2 separate regions of the Danio rerio genome follow, and region 1 is linked to region 2. A link is a contact called in public Hi-C data. All regions are on one chromosome and are shown on one strand. Each heading gives the region's core, a stretch centred on a gene start, on an enhancer-like site or on the middle of the called end of the contact. The rest is flanking DNA. Distances are from core to core; before and after follow the strand shown.

Region 1 (2,712 bases), core at 142-2,641, 220 kb after region 2:
ACTGGCTCATCTAGAAACTTCTAATCACATTGACGTCAGATGATTCTGTATTTATACATATTGTTCTTTCTTCATGGTGCCATCTATGTTGTGAAGTGGACCAGTCCCTCCTGCAATAAACTTCATCCGAGAATTAGATAAGCCTGGTTTTCACACACTGGATCACAAATTGTAATTTGTAACAATTCTGTAAATACAATGCAAGTGGATCATAATCCAATGTAATATAATGATTTGTTTGTTAGAATTAAGTCAGGCACATATAAGCATTAATTTAATACATTTTATGTAATACATAAATAAACAACATAATGCACATATAAGGAAATTAAACTAGTAAATTGCAACTTTATATTGTTTAAATTAGAAATAGGCTATATGAAAACTTTACTACACTGTAAAAATCCTTTTTAAGATGAATCAGATTAATCATGAGTTTATTAAGCTAATATTATTTTAAACTGACTTAAAACAGCTTGCATAACATTACATTAATAACATAGCATTAATAAAATTAAAATAGAACATGATTACCTTAGTTCAGTAAGTTAAAATGACCTAAAACATATGCTGTCAGGACTAATTGATCAAATCATTTTTCACAGTGTAGCTAATGTTTGTATCTAATTTATTTATGTGCTGTGTCCATGTTTGGGTAGTTGTTACTGCAATTAATGACAAATATTTTAGCCAAAATTAGTAATCAATACCATGCTTTAAAATTAAATTCATTAGTATATTCTCCTCGCCTCTAGGTTACAGCAGGTAAGGTAATGCAGGTGTACCACACTATTAAACATAACATCAGCTATATCACTGCTGCAAAGCTGTAAAAGAGAAAGCCTGACTGCATCTGTTTACACAGATTTCAGTCAAATTATTTTAATGTCCAAGTGTTCATACTTTCCTGAAAACATATTTTCAGTTGCGATTTACCACCACTGGCATGCTATTGGGCCTGTGATCACTGTGGTCTTGGCCCCCAAGTGAAATGGCCCCTGCTGCAGTAAACATCCCTTATTTTTTGTCTCAAAAGTGGACACCCTGTTTACTAGGCTATTAGTAAAAATCACTGTACCAAATGTTCACTGCATCCAACAGCTTATTAGTGAGGTTGTTACATGAATGCTAGTCCACTAGCTTAGTAAATTCCTGCACTTGTCGCTGTTAAGCTTCAGGAAATTGCATCATAATTACATACTAACCCGGGATTACTTTACATGTTACATCCGAGAGGCTGTATTAGATTTGAGTTCTTACAAACGAATGTTTTGTCAGAGAATCGCGTTCCCTAATTCATATTTAAGGATTACCTCCAGGAGCTGGCATACAAAGAGTTTCATAGTAAGTTTCTTCAGTCACATCAATGTTTACATCATCGTCAGTTTTCTACACACAGATCCACTGCGCCCTCTAGTGTTTGATTGAGAAGATTCATTGAGAACTATGGTAAGCACCTACGTAGCCTACCAAACATTCATTCATTCATTTTCCTTCAGCTTAGTCCCTTATTTATCAGGGGTTGCCTTACCGTAATTATTGAATAAAGTGGGTAATAACTTGGAAATATTCCTAAGCCAACCCATATAACCTATGTAGTTATAGCCTATAACCTGGCAGTACACAGTATAATATATATCGGCTTGCATGGAAAAGAAGGTACTTTGAGGTGAAGCATCTTAAACCTTATCGCAGAAGAAAGTCTCTCACACACAGAAAGCATATTTCATGGCCTAAAGGACATGGGCTCTCAAATATCCGAGCATGACAATTGAAGGTTTATGGTGTGGCCTTGAGACTGCGGCCATGACTAAAGCCGAGCATCACATAAAAGACGCTCACTGTGCAGCTCCGGTTCCACTTCATCCTTTTATACAGTGGTGACCATGAATCAAAGATGTCCAAGCTATTTAGTGGACGCACGGAAACTAGACTTGAACACAAACAAGATTTGGATCACTGAGACTTAATTCACTCTTTTCTGCTCATCTGGTCAGGCTTCTGCTGGGAAAATAAATAAATCAATAATTCATATACTGGTGGGTCATTCCTAGGCCCACGCAGAATCTGAGCGCGCAGAATTCCGCAGATTTTTAGCCCATCATTAATTCTGTTTATTTACTTGAAGTGTGTAAATCTTCATTTATTCATTTTTTTAAATTAATTAATATTACTAACATGAAAATCTGATTTATGTACAATGCAGTAAGTAAAATTTTCTGTCTTTTAGTAGTTAGGCCTATCTTATATCTTATTGGATTTGCATTGTAAACATTAAAAAAAAGTATTTTTTATTTTTACATATTAATGTTTTAGTGATACTCCCAAAATAATTTCTCAGATTTTTAGTCCATCATCAATTCTGTTTCAAGAGTTCACACTTAGCTGATGATTGATTATAAGCAAGTTTGGCATGCTGTCCCGGGAGAGAGCCATGAGCTCGAAGGTTCTTGAGCCCTGGGCTCCCTCCCGTTTGGAGGAAGATAGGGGAGCCTTGATAAGAGCTGATGACTAAAAATTGAATGCTATGAAAAGATATGCTGCTTTATGAGATTACCTGTATTGCAAAATTTAGATTTATCAATTTACTTGTTGTGCATGTTTTTGGAATGTGGGAGGAAATCGGAGGACCCGGGGAAAACCCACGCAAGCACGGAAAGAGGATGCAAATTACACACAGAAATGACCACCGGCCTGTTAAAGGAATAGAAC
Region 2 (2,746 bases), core at 189-2,688:
AAACAAATTTAGCTGGAAGTGAGCGAGCACTGTTGGCACCTTGTCCCTTCACGCTTGTGCTCATGCTTTTGGTGGTGACTGAGGGCCCCTGGAGGGATCTTCTGCTCATCAGCTTGATCTTTCCATTCCCTTTTGTCTTTTATCTGGAATGCTGATTTCTTCCTGTACTTTTTTTATTATTATTATTCCTTTTTTTGTTTGTTTGAGGTTCATTTTCTGATTATACACTACTGTTTAAAACTTTGTGGATGGTGAGTTTTTTTTTTTTTTTTTCTTTTTTCATATTTCTGAAAGTCTCTTACTATATGCTCACCAAGACTGCAGGTTTCTGATCAAAATATAGAAAGAGCAGTGAAATTCGTACATTTTATTACAATTTGAATCAAATTCTTCTTCACGTGACAGAGATGGCAGCACTGGTATTGTCTATCTATGGTTCACTTACTTACTCCCAGGGTCATTTTTGTATATCGAAGTTGATATTCAGCTGCACCATATTGGTGTTTTGTTACATCGTTTTTATGTAGTGAGCTGTTAGCCCAATGTTCAACCCCCAATCTGGAACACCGGGACATACACACATACACTACAGACTATGTAGCTTACCCTTTTCACCCATTCTGCATGTCTTTGGACTGTAGGGGAAACTGGAGCACCTGGAGGGACCCCACGCCAACAAGGGGGGAACATGTAAACACCTATCTAGGGTTTAAAATAAATAAATCAATTTAATAATGGATAAACACATTTACATATTTCATTTACTCATTCAGTTTCTTTTCGGCTTAGTCCCTTTATTAATCTGAGGTTGCCACAGCTGAATGAACTGCCTTCATATATATATCCAAAGAGTTTTTAAGTACATATTATTTCTATTTTCTTTTTTCATCTCTCAAACCATGAAAATATTTTAGTTGTGGCTTTAACTTTAACCAGTATATATATGTACACATATATATGTATATATATATATATATATATATATATATATATATATATATATATATATATATATATATATATATATATATATATATATATATATATATATATATATATAAATATATATATATATATATATATATATATAAATGTATATGTATATATATACATTATTATATATATATATATATATATATATATATATATATATATATATATATATATATATATACATTTATATATACATATACATATATATATATATATATATATATATATATATATATATATATATATATATATATATATATATATATATATATATAGGTTAAAGTTAAAGCCACAACTAAAATATTTTCATGGTTTCAGAGATGAAAAAAGAAAATAGAAATAATAAGTACTTAAAAACTCTTTGGATAACTATATATAAAAAAGTTTTCAAATGTATCACCTACTTAGCATTTTAGGCTCCATGCCTTTGCTCCAATGGCTGCTGGGACTTCACCCTTGACTTTAATTTAAAGCCATTTAGTTATTTATAGCCTCAACTGTTTGTTGATGAAGAAAAATAATAATGTCGGGGGTTTTAACGGGAGCTTTGAGCATAGTAAATGTCAACTCATCTGCCAGTTGGACCTATAAATGAGTCGGTGGAGCTTTCCTCCTCTCTCTCCTTTGACTGGAGCCACAGCAGAGGTTACGCTCTCACCTTCAGCCTAAAACCGTATGATTTCTCGGTGCCAAAACTGCTGGATAAATGAGCGGTTCTCACAGATTCGATGCTGAATGATGGAGCTTCTCTGTGAAGCTCAGCTCCCTCTGGGCCGCACAGCGCAGTTGAAACCGTACATAATCAGGCTTCATCTGACCCCTTACACACATTAATACACCACTATGAGAGAAGTTTGTGTTATGGATAGATGTTTTAGATGGGAGAGAAAGTGCTGCTTTCTCTGCTGATTACTTCCTTTTTTCATAGTGAAAATAGAGGAACTTGCTGTCTCATGCATTACGCCATACATACTGTTTATGATTGTTATGTCCAAATCTGGATTAAACCTTGTGTACTGTTCAAATGTACTACCCTTTTCTTATGTTTTTCCCCCTTTGACTTCCATCCTTATGACATTTTTGATTGCAAAGCCATGCCAGCATAATCATGCATTCTTCATTTTGGTGGTATTCCTGATTGGGAAGAGGTCAAATGTGTATTTTTAATGTTGATCATCAGTTGGCAGCATTAGGCCTGTATACAAAAAAAAAAAAAAAAAAAAAAAAGTTTTTGGCTTGTGTATGCAGTTTTATGGAGTAAAAAGGCAGATTATAGTTTGTGCAGAAATACACAGAAAACTGAGCTGCTTATTTTGAGTTTCTCTGACATATTAAGATAAATGTGCAAACAGCTACTCTGCAACTGATGATAAAAATAAAAAATAGCATTTTGTCCTTATTCCAACAGTGAAAACCAGCAACAATCAAGAATGCATGATTTTATGGTGTCATGGCTTTGAAAAAAAAAGTCATTATAATGAAAGTAAATAGGACAAAAACAGTTATGAACTAAACGAAAGGCAGGTAAATTTGTGTTTGTTTTTTCAAAGCATTTTCTCAAAATATGGTTAAAGTCTTAACATAGAGCAGATTTTTTCAGCACATGTCTAAACATAATAGTTTTAATAACTCATCTCTAATGGTTGATATATTTTATCAAAGACACTCATGATGACAGTACATAATATTTGACTGGATATTTTTCAAGAGACTTCTATACAGCTTAAAGTGACATTTATAGGCTTAACTATGT

Evidence for each region. Hi-C and Micro-C count contacts between places; a contact is called where the count stands out from the background.
Region 1: a Hi-C map of skeletal muscle shows a contact between it and region 2, with 4 times the contacts expected there. The contact joins two enhancer-like sites. A contact is called at or near these places in 10 of 18 Hi-C or Micro-C datasets (caudal fin, embryo, fibroblasts and 3 more) and 2 of 4 datasets of contacts at active chromatin or transcription factors (caudal fin and embryo).

The regions. Positions count from the first base shown.
Region 1 is chr3:49,630,335-49,633,046 of GRCz12tu, forward strand. No RefSeq gene overlaps it. Among named protein-coding and RNA genes, the nearest start is that of atp5pd, 12 kb to the right of the region's middle. Within about 2 kb of position 1,392, at least 5 of the 62 cell types and tissues checked have an H3K27ac peak or open chromatin away from gene starts, as enhancers often do. A contact at or near this core is called in skeletal muscle, where this site is marked.
Region 2 is chr3:49,405,578-49,408,323 of GRCz12tu, forward strand. All of the region lies in intron 32 of tbcd (tubulin folding cofactor D), which reads left to right. Among named protein-coding and RNA genes, the nearest start is that of znf750, 57 kb to the left of the region's middle. Within about 2 kb of position 1,439, at least 7 of the 62 cell types and tissues checked have an H3K27ac peak or open chromatin away from gene starts, as enhancers often do. A contact at or near this core is called in skeletal muscle, where this site is marked.